Regions from separate parts of the Mus musculus genome. Here all the other regions are linked to region 1. Evidence: chromatin contacts called from public Hi-C, HiChIP or PLAC-seq and promoter capture Hi-C data. All regions are on one chromosome and are shown on one strand. The core of a region is the stretch at or near the end of the contact, and the rest is flanking DNA. Distances in the headings are between cores, read along the strand shown.

Region 1 (3,028 bases), core at 367-2,866:
AGTATTGATTTTTTTTATTATATTTTATTTGTATGGGTATTTAGCCTGCATGATTGTCTGTGTACCATCCTTGTATATGTGCCTGTGGAAGCCAGAGGAAGGTTTGGATCCCCTGGAACTGGAATTACAGATAGTCGTGAGCTACCTACCAGGTGGGTGTTGGAAACTGAGTTTATGTCCTGTGGAAGAACAGCTACCTTTCCAGCCCATAATTTTATTTATTTACTTTTGAGACAAAGAATTACTTTGTAAACTGGGCTGGCTTCAAACTCACAAAGATCCCCTTTGGTGCCAGGATTGTCGGTGTACACCACCAACTCTCATCTGAGGTTTGACTACTGAAGCTCTAACCCAATCACGATCTTTACTCAACCTCACCCTTGATTTTTTTTTTAATTCAACTGTTTCTCTCATCTGGGTTTTTTTTTTTCCTCCTGTCTTCATCCTAACAAAATAAAAACGAATAAGATACATTATTCTTCCTTTTCCTCTGACAAAAGCCAAAGTTTCCAAAAGCATTTTATAATGTCCCCATGTCTCTCTCTTCTCCAAACTATTGCAATGTCTGTCAACTATCACCAATCCCTTGGTATTAAATTCAAATGATATTTCTCAGACTTCTTCTATCTCTTAAGAAGAGGCTATTTCTATGAAATAGTTTTTATTCCCTATATTGCCAGCTTTTTATTTATTTATATATATTTTTATTTATATATTATTTATTTGTTTTGCTTTACTCTTAGAGATGCTTGGAAGAATTTTTGGGGCAAGTTGTTTAAAATCCTTCAGTAACTCAATGGGTATAAAACGAATCCTAGGTTTATTATTCCAAATTTTACAAGACCTTTAAAGATCTAGCTTGATCCTCAGCCCTGATGGCGGTGGTCTCGGGGCTAAAAGGGCTCTTCCATTCTCCCCCCCAACCCAGTGATAGACTGTACTCTGAAATAGGATCTCACTAAGTTATCAGTTTGGCTTTACATTCCAGAGGTCAAGTGATCCTCCAGCCTCAGTTTCTGATAGCCTGAGGATTACACAATGTGAGCTACCACGTCTTCACATTTTCTTTTGTCTCAGAAAGCGAACTCTTAAACTTCTAACAAGAAACTTCCAGAAGGCGCTGCGTTGTTGTTGTTGTTCCCACTGCCTGGAAAACTCTTTATCTCGTAGACTTCCGAAGTACTCCTACTTATCATATCCTTCGTGACTTTAAGAGTAACTTCCTGTGTCAATCCTTCAGACATTCCTCAAAATAAATGTTTTGTTCATTGTTGGCCAAAGCTGCTTCGGAATTCCTGTGACCGTATTCTGTTAACTGAAAGGTATTTACGCATCTATTTCCCTGGTTTAAACGGGCCAAAACACCCTGTAGACTTTGGCAGTCGCGAGTTTTTCCTAGTCTTTCAAACACTAAAGCGTCCCGTGCAAGGCTGCCTTCAGGGATGATAGTTGGAAGAACTCCTCCCGGGGAGAATCTGTAGGGTTAACGGGTGACTTCCCAGGATCTCCGCCTGCGTGGCAGGAGATTTAACACCCTCTCCGCGGCGATTGGCTCCAGTGGTAGAGGTGTGTCTGCCCCGCGGCGCCCTGCGACTGCGCAGGCGCACAAGTCCTCCGGGCGCATGCGCGCGAGGGAGCGCGCACCCTGTCCGATCTTCTAGAGTCCGAGAACTGTGGAGGCTGGAGAGGAGTGGCCGGAGCCGCCGGGTGAGGCTTCTGGAAAGTAGCTGAGGGAACTAGTCAGCGGGACAGGTAGGATGATATCCCAAGGAGAAAAAGGGTGGTGGTGGTGGTGGTCCAACGTTTTGGGGGTCGGACTTGAGGGGAGAAGAGAGCTCCGGCCAGTCCTTGGTGGATTGGGCCGAGAAGGAGATCGCCAGGCGTTGGCGACCAGCGCGAGCCCTCGCAGGAAGGGAGGCGCTATGGTGGTGCCCTGGACTTGGGTGGTTCGGCTCCTCGTCCCTCACCTTCAGCCTCACGATGTTTCTCGTTAGTATTAACAGACTGTCTGGCTGGTGGCCCTAATGAACACATAGTTCTGAAATGGTTGTTAGAAGAATGACCCCGAGGGTCCTGGCGTTGCAGGCTCCACTGTCTAGGAAATTCCCTGCTTATCTTGAGGCTTCCCCGTGGGAAAGCGCCAAGAATATGGTCAGTCAAAAGATGATTTTTTTTTTCCTCAATTCGGTTTGTGTGTGAGGAAAGTATTTTAAAGTACTGTTACACTTCTTTCCTTCGTCCTTAATCATTAGTCACTGCACTATTTGGAAAAGCAAACTGGCGGTAGAGGAAGCGAAAAACAACCGAGTTGAGGAAAAAGATCTTTCCTTTTTGCTGTTTGTCATTTGGGTAGGTTTGGGCTGGGGGCACGGATGGGATTGCAGAAGAGTTTAGAAACTGGCAGCTTTTGACAAGTGTTCTCAGAAAATAGTATAGTTTCTTACTTGAAGAAAATAAGTATCTTACTTGTGAAAATAGTATAGTTTCTTACTTGAAGATATTTTTTAAGGATCGAAATAACTTCATTTGCCCTGCTGCCTTTTAAGAGGGTTTTGAGATATCCTGGTAAAATGCTAGTAGTTCAGTCATAGCAAGGTAAAATAGATCCTTCTCACGTTCTTCTTTTTCTTGGAAAATACTATGCATAAATTCTGTGAGGCCCTGGGCAGTAGTGGTGCACACCTTTAGTCCCAGTACTTAGGAGACAGAGGCAGATGGATATCTGTGAGTTCGAGGTCAGTTTGGTCCAATGAGGCATTACTTGTTAAAGCATTTTTTTTTTAAAAGACATGATCTCACTATGTAGCTCAGGCTGGCCTGGAATTCAGAGATCTGCTTGCCTCAGTCTCTCAAGTGCTGAAATTAAAGGCATGCACACACACACACACACACACACACACACACACACACACACACACACACACACAAAGCTTAAGTCCTTTGAAGTTCAAATTTGTGAAAGCTGTTTCATGACAAAGTAAGAAAAGTTAGTATTTCTGTTACTGGCAAAGTTGATGCCCAAGGAATT
Region 2 (3,028 bases), core at 283-2,782, 950 kb before region 1:
ATGCATTTTTCTTGATATAGGCAAACATTGTACTTCTGAGCTATAGCACATCTCCAAATCTGTAATTAAATTTTTGTTTGTTTGGTTTTTCAGACAGGATTTCTTTGTGTAGCCTTAGCTGTCCTGGAACTAGCTCTGTAGACCAGGCTGTCCCTGCATTCACAGAGATCCTCCTGCCTCTGCCTCCCTAGTCCTGGGATTAAAAGTATGTGCTACCACCGCCAGGCTTATAATTAAAACTTTTAATCAGGCTTTTTAAAAAAGAGGTTGGCCAGGCGGTGGTGGCGCATGCCTTTAATCCCAGCACTTGGGAGGCAGAGGCAGGCAGATTTCTGAGTTCAAGTCCAGCCTGGTCTACAAAGTGAGTGCCAAGACAGCCAGGACTATACAGAGAAACCCTGTCTCAAAAACAAAAAAAACAAAAAAAAGAGGTTGGGTGCAGGTTCCCATGCTTGTGATCCCAGCACTTGCAGGCAGAGGCAGAATTGTAAATTCAAGGAAAGACCTTTATTACCAATATCAAAAGTAAAATAATTTGTAACTATATCAAAAATGTCACTTCAGGGCCAGTGAAATGACTCGGTGGGTAAAGGTATTTGCTACCAACCCTGAGAAATTATAACTAATAACTAATAACTAATAACTAATAGTCCTAGTTCTCTCACAGACCTTAAAACCTACATCCAACTTTAACTTTCACCAATGCCATGTTTATATGATTCAAACCGGTAAAGAGTTTACAACTCAAACATACTCTATGGAGAGCGTAAACATGTCACAAGACAAAGTTTCTTTCTTGTTTACAACAGTTACATACTCTTCACTGTCATTAAATCGGGAAATATATAGAGAGCGCCACCTCAGGAATTCTCCACACGTACCTGGACTTGAGAAAACCTTCTATGCCAACCAAAAAGGGCTCTAACAAAACGACGTTGTTTGTGACTTCTGGAAGACAAAACGGTTTTGAGAAGAAATACCTGCCAGCAGATTCATCTGCCCATAAAACTTAACAAAATGGGTGGGGCTCAGCCAAGGGCGCTGGGTTAGCTCAGGCGACGGCCTGGGTTTGAAGCCCAACTCGGGAAAACAAAACAAACCCCTCCCTCCCCTGGGCAGTACTGTCCCCCATTCCTCATCTGCCTCTGGTCTATCTTCCTCACAAACTACCCTCGCCTCACTCACTGGAGAAGGCCAGGGCGCCGAGGGACCGCGACAGGTCCCAGGCGAGGTGCAGGGTGTCGCCGAGCACCGCGTAGCACCGCGCGCAATGAAACACGGCACATCTCTCCGGCTCCAACCACGCAGGCAGCCGCAGGTCGACAGGTGACGCCTTCACCTTAGACTCGGAGGACCCGAGAGGGGAGAACCCTTCCACCACCTGAGTGTCCCACTCCATGGAGGAGGTAAGAGAAAAAGGTGTATCACAAGAGTCACGACGTGACTGGGTCTCCAAGAAGCGAAGACTGCGGCGCGAGAGAGTCGCCATATTTCTTTGAAGCGCGCGCCTCTTTCTCGCACGCTCCAAGTCCCGCCCACCTGTCTCCCTGCGTCTTCATTGGACAATGTTCCTGAAAGACACGCTCTCAATACGCTCAGCGCCAGCATATTGGTATAGTTTGCGGAATAGCGGTCTTCAGCCAATCACGCTACTGGCCCGCATCGGAAACCCCACCCTCGAGGCAGTTCAACCAATGAACTTACAGCAGTCTTAATTTAAACTCCATATATAAGTCGGCTTGTCAACGTCTTGGGTGGCGCCAGTTTTGAGCCGCTCTGTTTTGAGTTGTGTGGCTGTTTTTCTGGGAATCACCGAGATTGCAGAACGCGATGACCGTCCCCTCTGCAGAGGAGCTGGACTCCTTTAAGTACAGCGACCTGCAAAATTTAGCCAAAAGGCTGGGCCTCCGGGCTAACATGAAGGTACCGTGCTGGCTGGCGGTGCGGGCAGTTGGGTGGGCGGGGTAGAAGAGACCAGGGATTTGGGGGACAGGGCGCGAAGTGACTGAGAGGAAACCCCCGAGGGACGTTATTTTGGGAGGAGTAGGTAGGTTTTGTTCACAGTGACTGGAATTTGTTAAACGAAAGAAAAGCCGAGGCTGTTACTCTAGTTGGAGGCTTTTTTTATTATATTTGGAGAACTTATAAAGACTTTTTGTTTTTTGGTTTGGTTTGGTTTTGGTTTTTCAAGACAGGGCTTCTCTGTGTAGCCCTGGCTGTCCTGGAACTCACTCTGTAGACCAGGCTGGCCTCAAACTCGGAAATCCACCTGCCTCTGCCTCCCAAGTGCTGGGATTAAAGGCATGCGCCACCACTGCCCAGCTCTTATAAAGACTTCTTAATGGAAATGCTAATACTTCCTGGTACCAAATGGGAAACGAAGGCCCATAGGACGTAATCAGTGTAATTTCCATGCCAGTTATTAGGCAGTTGAAGAAAAACTACTTTAAACGACTTCTTCTGAAAAACTCTACTTACTGTTCAGTAAACTATGACACTACCTTCACTCTCGTGAACCTTTAATGGGATGCCTGTCCACCGTGATCTAGTATGATTGTCCATACATTAATCACTATTGTGATGGTGGTCTTTTTCAAAACCGATAAGGTCTTTGAATTCTGAGTTTGCAAGGTGTTCAGAGAAAATGTGGGGATTCATTGTGAGATTGGACTTGCTATATTGAAGCTTGCCCACATGTATATACCAGAGATTTGTACAGCAAACTGCTATTTGCACTAAATCTCTAATTAGTTGTCATAAATGTTTTTAAATGGTTTAAATAGAATAATGTGGCCATAGGTACACCTTTTATCTGGCTGAACGGCACTGAAGAGTACTTAGAAATGTTTCTGAGTTTAGTGCTTAATGGCTCCCCAACTTATTGTCTAAAGCTTAGTCCTTCAGGTTTTTGCTATCTTCTCCTCTTCCTCCTCCCCCCCCCTTTTTTTTTAATGAAATAAAGTCTCATTATACTGCCTGGGCTATCCTGGAAAACAGTATATAGCTTTGAGTAGCCTGAAACTTATGC
Region 3 (3,028 bases), core at 256-2,755, 890 kb before region 1:
TTTGCCTCCCAAGTGCTGGGATTACAGGCATGTGCCACCACTACCCGGCTATTGTTGCTTTTAATGATGAATATTAAACCTAGAGCCTTACATATGCTTGTAAGCACTACTACTGAGCTATATCCAATACTTTATTTCTTCTTATTCCTCCTCCTCCTTCACCTTCTTCTTCCTCCTCTTGCATTTCAAGACAGGATTTCTACGTACAACAGCTCTTGCTGTTCTGAAACTTGATTTGTAGACAGGCTGGCCTGGAATGCAGAGATCTGCCCACCTCTGCCTTTCAAGTCCTGAGATTAAAGGCATGGGCCACCATTGCCTGGTATTTATTTATATATTGATTGATCGACTAAGACAGGGTCTTAGCCTTGGACTCATTATGCAGACTTAGGCAGGCCTTGAACTTGTGTTCCTTATGTTCTTCCTGTCTTAACCTTCCAAGTATCTAAAAATATGGGTTTATAATTACCACACCTGGCAAGGGATGTGATGTGTACTGTAGTTGAGCTGAGAAAAATAACTTAGAGAGTCAAAGTGGGATAGTAAGAAAGCAAGACCTCATCAACTTAGTCGAGAAAGATTTGAATTCTAAAGTTGTCTATCAGAATGAGTGAACCAGTGCGTTCTAAGACTTGAGAACAACTTCAAATTGTAACTGTTAATACTCCCTAATATAAACCCTGCTGCACATAAATAATATATAAAAATGCATTCCCAGCGTTGACCTTTTTGTCAGATGACTTCAAATTCAACGACATAAAACATTTCCTATACAGCCCTCTTCCCTTCCAAACCTCTGTCATATTTTCTTGACAAAGCTCACACTCATCTTCCTAAATCAGAATCTGAAACCTCTGCCTCCTCTGCGCCCCAACTAGCAAATAATTCAGAACCCATCTATTTCTCTATTCTCATTCTCTTCCAGTGTTGAAGTCACTGTCGTTCCTTACCAAAGACCCAGGACACTCAAGCGAGTTTGAAACTACTTAGCATAGCTCATTAAATTACTGCTTTCTTCCCGGGCCACCTCTCTGCTCATCCCACACCCCGACACCTGGTCCTTCCCTACAATGAATCTGAGTTCTCCGATTATCGCTGGAATAGTCTTCCCTAGTTTTTGGGTCGCATTTAGGCTGTCACTAATAACAGCCCAGGCAGGCGGACTCTGGCTCCTCCACCCAAGCTCTCAGCAATTTCCAGGGGCTGTCGACTATGCGGGTGGTCCCTGAGGCCGCATTCCAGGGCTGGAGATGGATGAGTTTCCTCAGAGTGGACCCTGGTCCGGAGGCTCAAATTCGCTTCAAGTAGGGAACTCCTGGGCAGCCTACAACTCCAACACTGCAGAAGCTTCCGGACAGCTAGATCAGGGAGCGTTGGTCCGGAACCCTCGGGCGCGTGGCTCCGCCCCTCGCGCTGCGTCGGAGGTGGGGCGGGGCGGGGCGCCAGGCGCCGGCGAACGGCGTGCGCCAGGCGGGGGGCGGGGCTAGGGGCGGAGCGGAGCGCGCATGCGCGGTCGCCTTTGTGTGGGTCGAGCGGCGGCGGTGGCGGCGGCGGTGGCGGCGGCGGCAGTGGCGGTCCCACTGGCAGGCGGGCAAGAGGGGAGTCAGGGCGGCGTCCGGCGTGGAAGCCGGGGGACCACCATGGTAAAGAAGCGGAAAGGCCGTGTCGTGATCGACTCGGATACGGAAGACAGCGGCAGTGACGAGAACCTGGATCAGGTGAGGGCAGGCCGCGGAGGCGCGGGCCGGCAGAGCGGGAGGGCTCAGTCCTGGCCACGGGAGCTGGGAGTCGCCCGGCCCGAGCGCCCGGCCAGCCTGGTGTCCGTCCCGCTACTGTAGTCCCTTCCTGTCTCCCCGCTGAATCTTAGGCCCTTGGAGCCCGGGCCAGGCCTGGAGACAGAGCCCCGAGGACTTGGCGCCTTGGGCCGGGAGGCGGGGCAGGGAATTGGGCTGATGGGCCTCGGGGTTTGGGGTACTGAAGGGGGCCGCTGTCTGCTTGGGCCGGATCGGGACGTCATGACTGCAGGCAGGGAGATTCGGGCTGGGCGAGATAGGAAGTATCGCCCGCCAACCCCAATGGCTGAGAGATTTTGGAGGAGGTGCAAGGGTGAGCATGGGGCGGTGGGAGGGAAAATTTGTCTAGAAGGTGTGGACTCTGGAAGGTGAAGTTTTTCAGACCAGGCATGTGGACATAGGAGAGACACCCATACATGTCCCGAAGAGCTTTCGTGGTGCTTGGGGTGGGGGGGAGACTATGATCATTTACGGTCGAAATGGGTTCTCGTTGGGATGTCTGACAAAAAACTCTTTGGAGGAGGAGAGAGGGCAGATAACTGGAAGTTTGAATTGTAGGGCAGCAGAGAGAGACTGTGTTCCAAGCGCTCAGCCTCTTTTATGCAGCAGCATAGAATTCTTTTTCACTTGAAGATCTGAGAAGTACTGAAAGTAACTTGTGGCTTTAGCGTCTTGGAGTACCCGGCATTGCTTCTGTACTTTAAAAAAACACTGCAGGGAGGAAGCTGTTTGTGTAGTAGTACTCTGATGGTATCAGGAGATGATTTCCTCCATGTTTCATGAGTAAATGACATAAAGGAAGGGTAGGAAGCTTTATAAATGGAGTAGATTGAGTACTAAACTCAGAATCTGTAATTCTGATTCCTAATTTCTTTCTAGCCATTTACCTTTGGTTTCCACTGTAAAATGGACATATAATATCAGCCTCATGTATTGAATTGGACAGTTGCATAAAACAAATGTTTATAATAAAAAATGTTGGTATAAACTACAAAGTATTTGTATAAAAGGCTTCTTGGGAGTCCTTAGTAATAGACTAGAGGTCTCAGGTTTAATTAGGACTTGAAAAGGGAGGGCTTGCCTGGTCTACAAAATGAGTCCAGGACAGAGAAACCCTGTCTCAAACAAACACCTCAAAAACAAAAGAAAGAAAAGGGAGGGCTCTTATGAGGGAAGAACTTGTAAGGTTTAAAGAACAAGATGCGCACACACACATTACCTTTTGACACAGGATC
Region 4 (3,028 bases), core at 237-2,736, 870 kb after region 1:
CTAGCAGGGGAAAGCAGGGACTGATCAGGCTCTCTGCTTGGAAGATAAGTGTGGTTCCTAGGATTTTTGGAAGGAATGGGAGAGGCCAAGGTGAGAGCTTATTAAAGAAATGTAAGGGTAGAGAGGAGACCCAGCCTGTCTCAGTACCTCATTTCCCATTGTGCCATGGGCTCACTGGAGGATCCTGGGAGTGACTGTTCATGGTGGCTTGCCAGTGGGTCAGACACCTGTCAGGGGAAGTTATAGGAAAACTTGGCTCCCTGGACCTGGGTGTCCCACCTTATGATGACTACCTGCTGTTTCTAGTCTCACCTCATCTGGTGCCAGCTGGGGATGGCCTTCAGGTTCGTCTCCAGTGTCCTGCCAGCTCTCAGACTCTCTGGTACCTTCAGTCAGGTGTTCCTGAGCTAACAGTGGAGCTGGGATAGTATCCATGGCTGCCCAAATAGTGAGTCGCTCTCTAAGGGAGCCCAGGCAGTGGAGACAGTTCGGCCCAGATCTTGAAAGAAGAGTGGGAAAGACAATAGAAAAATGAGTTGGAGATCTTCTGAACACTTCTTCCCATTTCCTGCAAACTTCTCTTACCTTGTCCTTACCTGCCTAAGCGTTGGTACACAAGGTCCAAGCCACCATTAGTGCCCTCTTGGCCACACTGGGATACTATGAAGGAGAAAAGGCAGGACCATCCCGGGCCTGGAAACCTTAGGTACTGGGGTAGGGAATGGTAAACCCAGTTAAGCCGGCCCCTCTTCCTCCTGTCCATGCCACTCCTCCCCAAACAATTCTAAGACTGAAGACAAATCCCCAAGGGGCTCGTTAGCACACCAGGTGCAGCTGGTTCAGAGTTCCCCCAAGAGGCTGAGACTGCACAGTCTCCTGGGACCACAGCCCCACATCTTCATAGGGTTTAGTTCTCATAACTTGCTCAGACTGTGACCTCTGGCAAGCTCCGGCCCAGAGCTCACCTTCCTGGAGCCCACGCTTACGCTCTCTCACCCCCAACCTCCCTCGCACATCCGGCCAGCACTTACCCCTCGGTGGCCTTGGAAAGCGATCACTGGCCGTACCTGCAGGAAGAGCCCAAACACCAGCTGAACACAAAGGAAGCAAAGTCCCCAGGATCGAGGAGGCTGGGGACACCTGCCTGGCCGGCTTCACTTGGAGGCGGGGGGACTGGAATCTGAAAACCCGCACAACCCCAAGTCCCTTCTCCAGCATAGCCTTGGGAGGCCAAGGTCTGGTTGGCCGGGAAGGGAAGAAGGGGCCGGGGGCCAGTCTCACCTGTTGCTGCTGACACTCTTGCAATGCCCGCAGCGCCGCCTCGTTGAGCCTTAGCATCAGGAGGCTGGTCCGAGCAGCGGGGGTGAAGAGGAGCCGCATTTTCCCACTCAGAGCTTCCTGGGTCCCCTCCATGGTGCCAAAGTCGCGCACATGCAGAACCGGGACCACAGGTGAGGGCCACCTCTGCTGTGCAAGCCTAGGCTGGCACTCCCGCCCTCCGGGTCTGTCCCGCCCTCCACCATGACCCCACCCCCGGCACCGCCCCAAAGTTTCCCTGGCCTTGTGGGCGGTACCTCACTCACCTCAGCTGCTGGCCAGAACCCAAGCGGTTTCTTCTTGATTTGGCTTGGGCAGTATTGGACACTATGAGGAGCATTCCAGGTCTAATGAGAAAGGATCTGCTTCGAGGGTCTGACCTGTCACCCAGGATGTCTTGTTCTGCCTCAGTTTTCCCAGTTTCCCCATTCTGGATTCAAAATCGTTGTCTTTAAGTAAAAGCTGAACCTGAAACCACTTGAGGGTTTCAGTCTCACAGGGGAGGGAATCGAGACTGGTTGATAGTCGGATTGAGTCATTTATGCCTCCGAGGCCCCGAAGTACCTAAGGGACCAGAGGATGGCAGACCCCAAGAGGGACCAGTGCAATCCTTTTTCTTTTTCCGCCCGAGTTGCTGCGTCTGCTGAGGCGGATCCCAATTTGGTTTCTAAAAGGGACTTGATGAGGCTGTAAGGCCAGGTGGGTGGGTGCCTCGCAGATTTGGAAGTCTGGCTATCTGGGACTGGAGCCAAGCCTATCGGTGGATGGGGGTGTGGGGCGGGCGTAGTTGTGGCAATAAATAAATAAATAAAATAATAAATCAGAGAGCAGAAAGCCGTAACTCACTCCCAGGTGTTACTATGTAGCCTAATAAACATAAGAGAAAGTGGCGAAACCACAGCTGGCTCCTTTAAAGGCACTCTCCCCTCCTCTTTGAGTCTTTTGTTTTTTCTTTTAGACAGGGTTTCATTCACTATGTAGATCACTCTTGCTGAACTCACTAGCAATTCTCCTGCCTATATTTCCCAAATGCTAGGATTACATGTGTTAGCCTCTACTCTTGACTAAAAGGTGCCTGCAAGTTTCCCAGCAGGGCTACAGATCCTATGGTTTTGAGACCCCCACCCCCACCCCACCCCACCCCACCCCCGACAAATCTCAGGCCAGTGTTTCCTGTCTTTATTTATTTGTGTTTGGTTATGTCTCTCAGACTCTCTTATCTCCTTTTTTCCTAACTGGGATCGAATAACTGGGATATATATTTTATATTAGTGTGTGTGTGTGTGTGTGTGTGTGTGTGTGTGTGTGTGTGTAATTCCAAGTGATTTTAATGCTGTTCATCTCAAAACAAATAATTTGTCTAAACCCATTGAACAATGCACTCAGAACATGTACAATATGTGTATAAGAACAATACACTCCTATATGCAGGGAAATATTCGCAGTAATGCTGATTTTTGTTTGTTTGTTTGTTGTTGTTGTTTTTCGAGACAGGGTTTCTCTGTATAGCCCTGGCTGTCCTGGAACTCACTTTGTAGACCAGGCTGGCCTTGAACTCAGAAATCCGCCTGCCTCTGCCTCCCGAGTGCTGGGATTAAAGGCATGCGCCACCACGGCCAGGCTTACTGACTTTAAAATCTTGGCAACAAGTTGCCAACAGCAACCACAGATACATTTACCTACCTATTGAGCCATTCCATTTCTGTGGAGG

The links. Hi-C and Micro-C count contacts between places; a contact is called where the count stands out from the background. HiChIP or PLAC-seq counts read pairs in DNA pulled down with a chosen protein or histone mark. Capture Hi-C pulls out chosen DNA fragments and counts their contacts.
Region 2: an H3K4me3 HiChIP or PLAC-seq map of bone marrow-derived macrophages shows a contact between it and region 1, with 8 times the contacts expected there. The contact joins the promoter of Oip5 here to the promoter of Snap23 in region 1. A contact is called at or near these places in 1 of 39 promoter capture datasets (liver) and 1 of 115 datasets of contacts at active chromatin or transcription factors (bone marrow-derived macrophages).
Region 3: a contact with region 1 is called in a promoter capture Hi-C map of adipose tissue, with 3 times the contacts expected there. The contact joins the promoter of Rtf1 here to the promoter of Snap23 in region 1. A contact is called at or near these places in 1 of 39 promoter capture datasets (liver), 1 of 115 datasets of contacts at active chromatin or transcription factors (astrocytes) and 1 of 9 other capture datasets (adipose tissue).
Region 4: a Hi-C map of B cells shows a contact between it and region 1, with 10 read pairs. The contact joins the promoter of Ell3 here to the promoter of Snap23 in region 1. A contact is called at or near these places in 2 of 39 promoter capture datasets (erythroid cells and neutrophils), 1 of 484 Hi-C or Micro-C datasets (B cells), 3 of 115 datasets of contacts at active chromatin or transcription factors (astrocytes, bone marrow-derived macrophages and pro-B cells) and 1 of 9 other capture datasets (adipose tissue).

What each region holds. Positions count from the first base shown.
Region 1 is chr2:120,566,055-120,569,082 of GRCm38.p6, forward strand. Snap23 (synaptosomal-associated protein 23) reads left to right here and starts at 1,617. Exons shown (of 8, transcript NM_009222.3): 1 at 1,617-1,752.
Region 2 is chr2:119,616,973-119,620,000 of GRCm38.p6, forward strand. It overlaps Oip5 (Opa interacting protein 5), which reads right to left and starts at 1,533. Exons shown (of 6, transcript NM_001042653.1): 1 at 1,186-1,533; 2 at 882-948. The coding sequence starts at 1,489. It overlaps Nusap1 (nucleolar and spindle associated protein 1), which reads left to right and starts at 1,326. Exons shown (of 11, transcript NM_133851.3): 1 at 1,326-1,923. The coding sequence starts at 1,831.
Region 3 is chr2:119,673,563-119,676,590 of GRCm38.p6, forward strand. Rtf1 (RTF1, Paf1/RNA polymerase II complex component) reads left to right here and starts at 1,506. Exons shown (of 18, transcript NM_030112.2): 1 at 1,506-1,718. The coding sequence starts at 1,506.
Region 4 is chr2:121,441,115-121,444,142 of GRCm38.p6, forward strand. Ell3 (elongation factor RNA polymerase II-like 3) reads right to left here and starts at 1,487. Exons shown (of 11, transcript NM_145973.2): 1 at 1,282-1,487; 2 at 1,032-1,067; 3 at 597-709; 4 at 313-499; 5 at 148-227; 6 at 1-57. The coding sequence starts at 1,413.